2 separate regions of the Mus musculus genome follow, and region 1 is linked to region 2. Evidence: chromatin contacts called from public HiChIP or PLAC-seq data. All regions are on one chromosome and are shown on one strand. The core of a region is the stretch at or near the end of the contact, and the rest is flanking DNA. Distances in the headings are between cores, read along the strand shown.

The links. HiChIP or PLAC-seq counts read pairs in DNA pulled down with a chosen protein or histone mark.
Region 1: a FOXA1 HiChIP or PLAC-seq map of pancreatic cancer cells shows a contact between it and region 2. The contact joins the enhancer-like site here to the promoter of Sapcd2 in region 2. A contact is called at or near these places in 5 of 39 promoter capture datasets (cranial neural crest, embryonic stem cells, liver and 2 more), 4 of 115 datasets of contacts at active chromatin or transcription factors (the SCID.adh cell line, embryonic stem cells, large pre-B cells and 1 more) and 1 of 9 other capture datasets (liver).

Annotation. Positions count from the first base shown.
Region 1 is chr2:25,122,515-25,128,042 of GRCm38.p6, reverse strand. It overlaps Gm13387 (predicted gene 13387), which reads left to right. Exons shown (of 3, transcript NR_166479.1): 3 at 5,312-5,528. Among named protein-coding and RNA genes, the nearest start is that of Gm13387, 20 kb to the left of the region's middle. RefSeq lists an enhancer at 1-3,198. Within about 2 kb of position 1,327, at least 75 of the 459 cell types and tissues checked have an H3K27ac peak or open chromatin away from gene starts, as enhancers often do. A contact at or near this core is called in the SCID.adh cell line, liver, neural stem cells and 1 more, where this site is marked.
Region 2 is chr2:25,368,557-25,373,956 of GRCm38.p6, reverse strand. It overlaps Sapcd2 (suppressor APC domain containing 2), which reads right to left and starts at 1,922. Exons shown (of 7, transcript NM_001081085.2): 1 at 959-1,922; 2 at 440-541. The coding sequence starts at 1,526.

The DNA of each region.
Region 1 (5,528 bases), core at 78-2,577, 250 kb after region 2:
ATACAGAATATGAGGATAGTCTTAGGATCTGCATGCAGGGCTTAGAGGAGGACGGAACGTGATCACCAGGAGATACCTACAGCTTCACACAAGGGCCTTCTGGGTCACAGATCCTCCAGAAGCTGCAGGATCCAGGGAAACTAGGGATGTGCAGCACCCCATACACACATCATGTTAGGATCAGGCCCACTCAGAGTCCCCTAAGGCCCCTCCCTCCCCTGGGCCTGACCTGGCTTCATCAGAGACAGGGGAGCCAAGGACTGGGCTATTCTCTTCCGACTGTGGGTTCAGACTCTCTGCCAAGTGGCTCGGGGAGAAGGAAGTCTGAGTGAGATGGTGAGGGGCAGTGGGTGAAGGGTCTGGGGCTTCCCACAACTTCAACTGCATTGTTAGTGTCCTAGCGATGTTCCAGATGGTCAGTCTTCCCTAAGCCCGGCTCTTAATGGGACCCAAACCCCCTGACTGGGAGGCTTGTCTCAGGGTGGGCTGTGCTTCTTAAGTGTGGAGGCTCAAGCCTCATCTGTTAGGTAGATGGGCTGACCAGGAGCATTCTGGGAGCTAGAGGTGCACGGTTATGCTTTCTATATGGGGTCACTAGGCTAGTTTATATATGCCAGGCAGGCTCTCCCCACGCACCTAGGCTGCCCTCTAGTGGCCAGGTGGCCTGGTGTGCAGCCAGCACTCCTAGGTTCGAAGTCCCATTATCCACAGTGTGGATCTGTAGAGGCAGTGGGGTGTTTTGGAAGAGGTTTGTTTGTTTGTTTGTTTTATTTTCATAGCCTACCTGGGCAGGGGCTAGGGCAAGAGAGACGCCGTCCCACTCCTATTTAGCTACTGTCAGCTGCCCTTGCTGGGTGAGGGGAGGCAGCAGAACCCAGAGCCACCTCCTCCAGGAAGGGCCCTGGCTTTGGCCTAGCTTGAGCTTCAGGGATCTTTGTGGCCTATTATTTTGGTCAGACCAGCCTAGGATGGGTCTCTGGCCATTTCTGCTGAATCTTCTCTGAGATCATGATAGACCAGTGCATGGGTGACCTGGCAAGCCCAGGCTCTCAGTGAAGATCCCTGCCTGTCCAGTACAAAGGCTTGGATACGGTTCCACAGGAGGGAGAGGTCAGGACTAGGCTGAAAACAGATGGAGGTAATAGGACCCCTTTCCTGACCCTCTGCTGCCCAGGTGGGACACTCAGAGCTGTACAGCCAGCTGGGTCAGAGTAGCCGGGAGGGAACCTCAGGAAAACAATCAAGAAATCCAGAGGGGCTAGGGTTGTGGCTTCTGGAAGTATAAGTTTCCCCTGCTCCCCCACTCCCCTGAACTGCAGGAGGGCTGGGCAGGTGCCCAGGCTGGCTTAGGACCAGACTGCATGGCTGGCCTAGGACCCCAGTGCCAGCCCGTACTCCTACCTCTGTGCTGGCCTGAAGCCAAACACTTTTTTTTTTTTTTTTTTTTTTTTTGCAAAGCTATCTTTTTACCTTGATAAGCTGTTTTAAAAATGTAAATAAAATAACTCGGCAGACAAAAGCAGGCATTGATTCTGCCCAGAGCCAGCCGCTGCCCTCGACATGAAATATCGCAGCACATTGAGTCGTGAGTCCTTGCTAATCCAGGCAGACAAGCTTGAATGAGGCCCCTTTGGACGGGCGCGGTGGTGGGCAGTGGAGCATGCACCGCCTGCTGGGCGGCCCTGTCCTGGACAATGGCTTTTCTTCCCAGAAGGGGCCTGTGCAGGACAAGAGCCCCCTTTGTGTAGAATGTCTGCCTTGGAGAGCAAGAGAGGCACATTCAGCAGCCCCAGACACTCTTTGAAAAGCTTCAGTGTAACAGAAGACGCTGAAACACTAGCTTGCCTTCTGCCTCGCAGCACTCTCTCCAGGCACAGCCGCCATTCAGCCTTAAGAACGGGCGGGGGGTGTGGGGGGGGGCATGTCAATGCCCAACCCCACATTGTTCCTGGCTGTGTGGCCATCTTGGTTTCTCCGTGCCCCTCAATAGTTTTGAGAGGCAGGTGTGACAGGAAATGAAGCTATGTGAGTCGTGGTACTGCTGACACATGGCCTTCTCCCAGGGCCAACCAAGGTCTACGGGGCTTAGGTGGCTGGCTTCTGGTGACAAATACCTAAATCACAGCTGTAGGAGTGGAGGCCTCCAGAGCACTGTTCTGTCCCTAACGAGTGCTCATCTTTGACTCTCAATGGCAACAGGGTGGAAGTCATGATGCTGGAATGAGTGATGGCCTCATTGAGTTCAGCAGGCATGTGTGGGCCAGAGTCCACTTGAGGCATCCTCTAGCCATGAGCTGGGGTCTGTATCTCTTAGGCTGCATGACAGAACTCTAGTTGTGCAGTGACTGGAAGCCCCTCCTTCTCCAGGCACCTCATGCAGATCTGGTCACAGCCTGGGCCTCCTAGCTGGGTCTGGGACTCTGAATACAGAACTTTAGGACTAGACTCTTACAACCTTCTGGGCCTGCACCAAAGATGTCAGTGCTAGCAAAGTTAACCCAGAAACTATAATGCCAACAGCACACAAGTTCTCCTCCGGAGACTCCTGCCCTAGGGTATCCGGGCAGCACAGGCTGAGCGGTCTCAGCCATTTAAGTGTTTCTGTCTGGGGTGCCTGCCTACATACTCAGCAAACAGACAGATTGATCAACTGACAAATGGACAAAGGGCAGGAGAGTGGCCTGCCAGCTTAGGGATGTTTGCCACGTGCTACACAGTCTTGCTGGAGCTCATCGGCAAGATTGGCCCGCCAGAGCTGAGAGGGGCTAGGAGGCAATCTCAGAAGGGCTCCTCTGGGCATGCAATGAACAGAGTTCTGGGGAGTGACATTGGGGTGGGATCTACACTTTGATACCTTTTCTCAGATAAAGTACTATGAGGGGCTTCTGAGCCCAGTCTCTGAGGCCCTAACTCTGGAAGGCCCACAGCCCCATACAGCCCTATATGGGACTACAAACAGCCTCTTTCTGGCTTCTGCCTGTCCTACTGAACACACACACCAAGAGGCAGAAAAAGTGTCCCAGCCCCCTTTCCTGAAGGCTATGAGAGGCATGGAGAGTCCTCTTGGTGGGCTGACAGGAGCTCCAGAGTGTGACCCCAACAGCCTTGGGGAGCTCTCTGGGAGGACGTTGACTACATGGTCTGCAGATGTGCATGACTGCCCAAAACCCAGCTTCCAGTGAGACACTGTCCAGAGCCCATGAGGATGTGGGACTTAGCTCGGGGAGAGGCTTGGAGCTCGGGGCAGGCCTGGGCTGAGGGTTCAGATCCTCTGGCCTGGGCCAGTAGATAGAATGTGGGAAGGTAAGTAGGCTACACAGCCCTCAGGATGCTGAGAGTCAAGCTCACAGGCAGAGGGACTTGTAGGTATTGTCTACCTTAGAGGACAGTGGAGTGCTGGTTAGCCTGGCAAGGGGTTCAGAACACTAGGGAATGGCAAGGGAGTGACTCACTTCCCCTCCTGTCCTGACTGTAAGTGTGGCTGTGGCTTCAGCCAACACTTCGGCTCCCAGGCTACAGAAGCCTCGAGGGAGCCCCTGGCTACCAGTCCTGCCTACTCTAAGTCATATCCAACCATCTGGCCAGAGGCTCATCAGTGTAGCCAACCCTGCCAGGCTTCCTCCTGGAGCTGAAGAGTCACAAAACCTGATTGTCACTTTGTCCCCCTCCTCAGAGGCCCCTCCCAATCTTCCCCACCTGCACAGAGGTTTTAAAACTTTATCTATTCAGAAGGTAATTGTCACTATTCAGCCACCACCCGTGACTTTTCATGCTGCTCCTCTGAGCCCCAAGGTCCTGGGCCCTGGCCATTGTTCACACACATTGTTCCCATAAAGATAGGAGCTTGGTCTAAGGTAGACAAAGGGCTGAACTTGTCTGAGGGGCAGTGATAGATAGCCACAGAGTTATAAATCACTATGTGCCAGCCATACCTGGATCCACAATACCCAGACTGATAAAGGGAGAGTAAACAGAGCTACCAGAACCTGAGTTGAAACCGCCTGTCACTGACCCAAATCCCTACCTGTAGATCTGAGAATTGAGAATAATTAGGCCACTGGCTTCCATTTGCATAGAAGAACCAAGCAGCAATGTAAAGCAGCTGCCAGTGTGGTCCTATACAGTAGGGTCTATGTAGTCAGCTGGTGTTGTACAGACATCTTGGTTGTACCTTTATCACTGTGGACACCCACTGCCAAGATTACTTTGAGCCGTGGCAGCTTCTGGTAGATCATCCCACAGAATTGCAAGATATGTGGATGTAGACATATTTACCGACACAGAACTGACCACACCCTACCAGAAACCCAAGGCAGCTCCACAGGATATAAGGAGGGAAGGGTGTCTCTGAGTGCCTCAGAACTTGCCGGTCAGACCCAGGGAGGGTGTCAGTGCTTCCAAGACAGGAGCAGCAGCTACTTGTTCTGAGGTCTGAGACCAGCAGCAGGGACCTGCATGCTGCAACCCAGCTCTGCCAGAGCGGGTGTGGCTTCACCTTCTAGGGAGGGAGGACCGAGGGGCAAGGTAAGCAACAGCTACTACCTTCTTGCTTATGAGAAGGAAAAGCTCAGAGAGAGATTGCTCTGGGCTGGCCTGTCAGGTTGGCCTTGCATATGTGTTCAATTCTACCTGCACACCCAACACATTGATGCTGAATGTACCAAGAACAAAGCCCATGCCTAGGCACTGGGCATACGTCTGGGTAAATTCGTTTCAAACCCCAGCTACACATAGGGGATAGTTTGCAGAAGACACACGGTTTTTGGTCTTACCTAATGCAGAGGTAAACTGTTCCTTCAGCTGTACCTTGGGCTTTTATCCATACACCACCTTAGAGGATGGTGGGACAGCCATTCAGGGCCCTGGGCTGCAGAGAGCAAGGGGTCTCTATATCCCTACTGCAGGCCAAGGTAAATCCCTACTATGGGGAGCTATTAGCCCATGGGTAAGTTACTCAGGACACAGGGAGGGGAGAAGCTGGAGAAAGGCCACTCTAATACCCAGAACAGAAACAGCTTAACATGGTTCCTAAAACTGCTGTGAAGGACACATGCCTCCTCCTGGCTCAGAAGTCTCCTTACTCTGTTCTAATGAGGCACTACATAGTCTCTGGTGGATTTCCCAGAGCCCCACTGGCAGCCAAGTCTAGGCCAAAAACTTGCCCTGAGCCAATGATTGCAGTAGAGGGCTCCCGGGTGGAGATAAATATCAAAGAGACACCTTGAATGGTACCCGGGCCTTGTGCCACTGTCTAGCTTCCCAGGGTCACTCACTGCCTCTCTCACATTTCTGATCTCTGACTGCCTTTCAGGACTTGGCAAAGCCTGGAATTCTTACCTGGAAAAGCATTTCTTCATCTGGATTTCTGATGCCACCTACCTCCATGAAATGCCTTCTGTAAGAAAAGCCTCATTGTGTCCACAAGCTGGAGCTGAACACTTAGGGGCAAGTCAGGGAAGCTGTCACCAGTGCAGAAGCCACATGATATCTGCTATGGCAAAGGTAGTCCTCAGTGCCCAAGGTGGGGA
Region 2 (5,400 bases), core at 673-3,172:
TGCCTAGAAGCTTCCCCTTCCACAAGAACAGGGAGTCAAGGCTTGAACCGCAAGTAGAGCCCAGTCTCTCTCTGTCTCTGTCCCTCTGTGTACTAAAATGAACTGGCAGCTGCCATGAGTGGGCAGCCCTGACAGGGCAGTGCACAGGATAAATGGGGAACAGGGTTGGAAGAGGGGCTTAGATTCCTGAGAACCTGCCTCCAGGCTCAGGCATAATGCAGGTCCTGTTCTCAAGGCAGACAGGGGGCTATTCAACAGTCTCCTGTCCCAGCCAACTAGACCGGAAGGAGGGAGAGAAGCCTGCTGGATTCCCCAGAGACTTTGGTCTGTGTCTGGCAGTGTATCTGCAGCAGCACAGCACAGCAGGTGCTGTGGGACACACACACACACACACACACACACACACACACACACACACACCATCATACATACACCCAACCTTCTTCAGCACTTGTGCTAGGTGCTCCTGTGCTGCCTCCTCTGCCTCCTGGGTGGAGAAGCAGGCCGGGTTGTCTCTGCAGGGTGTCACACTGAGAAGAGCCTTCAGGACAGGTTAGGGCATGAGAGCATGAGCACTTTTAAGAAGAAACGTTCACAAGCAGCCACGCAGAAATGAAGATGAAGACCCAGATGTCCCCAGGTCTAGAGCAGGTACAGCAGGCTGATGCCTTCTCTCACGGCCACAGACGCTCCAATGCCTAGCTCAGGTTTGAGACAGACTGGGCGTCTCCTGAGTTATCAGTCACTTATCAGCCCTTGGCCCTGGTATCGGGCCTCTGCCCTTACCTCAGCACTTAGGCACAGGCCAAAGCCCCTTTCCACCCAGGTGGCCCCAACCTTCCTTAAGAGGCTGCTCACAGTCGTCCCCATCTCCACCCCTCTGACAAGACCCTGTGGGTCTCCAGTTTCTAGCACAAGTCCCTGGAATTACGAGGTGTGACTAGGGACCCAAACTCACCCAAATCCGCGCTGGGGATTTGCTCCAGCGCCTTGCTCAGGGGCCGCTCGGTCTCTGTGGGGCAGGACGCCGCCTCCACCGGGACACATAACAGCTCAGGGTTCCGGGAGGTGCCACTGGGGCCACCAGAAGCAGGGCACGCACTCAGAGGCAGAGGCTTTCTCTCCAGGACAGTCCGCGGCTCATCGGCCGGTGCGAACATCAGGCGCTGCTGCAGGGACGACTGGTCCCCAGGCCGGGCCGCGACGCGTGCCTGATCCCGCTGGCCGCCGTCGGCTTTCAGCAGCGAGGTGCGCAAGCCCGCTACGAAACGCTCGAAGGTCAGGTAGCCATTGGCCGGGGCCACCTGGCGCAGGCCCTCGAGCACGCCGCACGGCAGCTCGCGTGCGTCTGCACCTTGCCAGCGGGACTCGATCTCCCGCAGGTGCACGTAGCCGCGTTGCCGGTCGTCCAGGATGTCGAAGAGGGTGCGCAGGCTCTGGAGAAAGGCTCGCGGTAGCCCCTCTGTACTAGGAGCGGGCGCAGCGTGCGATAGGCGGCCACGCTCGGCCATCGCTGCCACGGCCATGGGCGCCCAGCTTCCACCCGCGTCGGTCCCCGCAAGACCAGATGGCAGAACCTGCAAGGCGGCGCGCGCTCCCCACGGCGACAATAGCTGCTGTTTTTGAATGAAGAGCTGGTCGCCGCCGCGTCAGCTTTCATTAATATTCTCAGCGGCTATTGGTCGAAACTGGCCCATCTGTTCCGGGATTGGCTCCGCAGCCACCAGTCCCAGTTTGATTTCTCCTGCACTAGGGGCGGGCGCCCACACCATCCGGCCCTTGGGAGACTTAACGAGAAACGGGTAGAACCAGCCAGAGTTCTTACCGCTGCTGCCCACGATCCCCCTGTCTCCACGTCCACCATCCCTCCTGCCTCGGTAGAGCCTTTTCTCTGGTTCATGTGCGCTCCGCCTTCCCAGGCACTTCTCTGAGGGGCGGAGCTTGGGGCCCTTCACGGATCTTGTACCCCAAGTAGCCTCACAAGTAAGGATAGAATGTCTAGCCCCTCCTGCTCACTTCGGTCCTTTACACTGAGGGTCCCCTGGGGCCAGGCGCCGATTGACTCTGGGGCTCCCTTCTCTTGCATTAAGAACGCCCCAAGAGGATTATAGGCTCCAGACAGTTGGGCGCTCTCCTTCACTGAGGCCTCTGTCCCAACAACTGCCAACTCTACCTTTGGTCCTTTGGGACAGTCTGTCTTGTCCTGCCAACTATAGGACAAAGCCAAGTTGTCTTCTGTCCCCAGATGCCCATCCGGTGACCAACTCCATTGGTGCTCTGGTCCTGGGACCCTGCTCTGGCCCTTTTTTTTTTTTTTTTTAGGAGACAGGGTTTCTCTGTGTAGCCCTGGCTGTCCTGGAACTCACTCTGTAGACCAGGCTGGCCTTGAACTCAGAGATCCATCTGCCTCTGCCTCCGGAATGCTGGGATTAAAGGCGTGCACCACCACGCCCGGCTATCTGGCCCTTTTAAGGGACATCTCTAGCTGTCAATCTGGCCCTCACAGCCCTGGCCTAGCTCTGCAGTGGGACCACTCGGCCCTTCTATCTAGGCCTTAGCCTGCTGCAGTCTTAACCCAGAAGCCCGTCTCAGGGCTGGCAGGAGCACCCCCTGGAGACCAGGGAGATCCTTAGGATGCCCCCCCCCTCCGCCAATTCATTTGCCTGTTCTCTATGCCTACACATGCTTACATTCCCAAACTCCTGGGTGTCACTGAGACAAATGTAGCCACTGAGAACAGCCCACCTGTTAACTGCTGCCTGCACTTTCTAAACACAGAGAGACCCTTCTGAATGCCTGCAGACAGACCCTTTAACTCAGAACTTCACTCCAGCTCATCTGGGAAAGCCTCTGGCAATAGGGCACGTGTCTCAAGTTGTGGAAGCAACTTCCCTGCCCAACTTCCCTGGTTCCACCTTTCTAGGAGTTGCTCATTCAAAATTGTTTTTGTTTGATTGTTTGTCTTGAGACAGGTTTTTTGTGACAGCATTTCTCTGTGTAGCCCTGGCTGTCCTGGAACTAACTCTGTAGACCAGACTGGCCTCGAACTCAGAAATCTGCCTGCCTCTGCCCCCCAAGTGCTGGGACTAAAGGTGTACTCTACCACACCCATCTCACCCAAAGTTGTGGCTCATTCATAGTAAGGTATTTTTAGTGGGCCCAGAGTTCCATGGACCTTAGCTACCCTTTTGGGGACAGACCTGGTCAAAGACCCTCTGATGTCTCATATTTTAATTACTTCTTGTCTTGCCTAGTCCTCAGGGTGTCCATCCATGCTCCCTTTCTTCCAGGCCCTGGGCTACATGAAGAGGGCTAACCTCTATTGATTATGTATTGATTGATTGCTATGAACCCTTCAGACTTAGCCCAGGCACCTGTTTCCTCTGCCCCTGCCCCCAAATCTTAAATGTTTTTACCTTACATGTCTGGCTGTAGTGACTGCTTACCATGAATTACTGCGATGTTTGGGAATAAAACTGAGCCATCCCAAGGCCTAGCATTGGTCTGAAGTATAGGCACTCAGTGGATAATAAGCATACAGGAATCTTTATTTGATGAGGGATAGTGCAAATGCCATATTGCAGGGAGGAACCATGCTAGGATGGGGCCTTGGGGGTTCCTGGAACAAATGCATAGCTAGGTACAGGAGTAACCACCTACAGAAAGTGAAACCAGCACTGCTCCGCACAGCAAAACGAATAAGACTCAACCCAGGGCCCTGGTCAACTGAGGCAACTTGCAAAGAAGATAAGAGCTGGTGGGTGCTAGGGAGGCCCATGAGGCCCAGCCTCTGCCTAGGCAGTGATAGGCAGCTAATAGTTTCTGGGGGAAGAGGGTCATAGTCCTTAGCAGTGAAGCTTTGCCTCCAACTGACGTTCATGTTCAGTTCTGATTAAATGCAGTGGGACACACACACAGACAGACCATGATATCAAAGTGTGAGGGGTCTTGTTAAGAAGAAGAAAGGATTTGAGAGGAGGGAATGAGGGAAGATGGTGGGGGAATATGATCAAGGGACATTATATACGTATGAAGTTGTGAAAGGATTCATTTCAAAAAATAAAAAAGGGAGCCAGGCGTGGTAGCGCACGCCTTTAATCCCAGCACTCGGGAGGCAGAGGCAGGCGGATTTCTGAGTTTGAGGCCAGCCTGGTCTACAAAGTGAGTTCCAGGACATCCAGGGCTACACAGAGAAACCCTGTCTCGAAAATAAATAGATAGATAGATAGATAGATAGATAGATAGATAGATAGATAGATAAAATAAGAAAGGACATAAGGGTCTCTCATTGTCCAGAGCCCAGGAGAAAGTAGCTGAGGCTGGCCATGGGTCTCTGGGCTTCCCTATGACTGAGAGTGGAATCGGTGCTTGGCTCAGAGCTCAGGACAAAAGTAGGCAACCCCATGTCTTTTCTGGCCCCGTGGCTTTCAGTTTTGCTGCCACCCCAGGGGACTTGCAGAATTCCACCAGGGATTATGTTCTCACTGTTCTGTGTGCCTTGGAGAGAAGTGTGAAGGAGTGCACACAGGTTAGCAAGGCTCCAAGGCTCTCAATGAGGCTCACACTGCTCCGGAAAGCCAGCCCCGTTGCCTAGTCCAGGCCTGCCCTAGGTTTTTCTGGTCTCCACTCTGGCCTCTGGCCTCTGGCCTCAGCCCTTGACCACAAAATGTCAAAGGGGAAGACCCTCCTGGCAGGTGGGACAGGAATGGGTCCAGCGGAACTTCGCCAACCTCACAGCCATCTGTACCCTCGCCCGCCCTGGGAGGCACAGTCTTCTGGTCCTGGAGATGCTTCCAGCCATTCAAACCTGGGAGATCTGACGAAGGCTCTTGATCCCCACTGTCTGAGTCAGGGTTTCTATTCCTGCACAAACATCATGACCAAGAAGCAGTTGGGGAGGAAAGGGTTTATTCAGCTTACACTTTCCACATTGCTGTTCATCACTAAAGGATGTCAGGACTGGAACTCAAGCAGGTCAGGAAGCAGGAGCTGTTGCAGAGGCCGTGGAGGGATGTTTCTTACTGGCTTGCTTCCCCTGGCTTGCTCAGCCTGCTCTCTTATAGAACCAAGACTACCAGCCCAGAGATGGCACCACCCACAAGGGCGCCCCCCCCCACCCCCCGCCTTGATCACTAATTGAGAAAATGCCTTACAGTTGGATCTCATGGAGGCATTTCCTCAACTGAAGCTCCTTTCTCTGTGATAACTCCAGCTTGTGTCAAGTTGGCACACAAAACCAGTCGTACACCCACTCACACCTTGAGGCTGAATTTAGGGGCCATAGGGCATGCCTGACCTGTCTCCCTAGAGGCTTCCTTACCTGCCTAGCCCCAAAGCGATAATAGCTGTTGTGGAGTGGACTATGGCCTGTGATATGGAGTTTTTGCTGCTCACCTGACT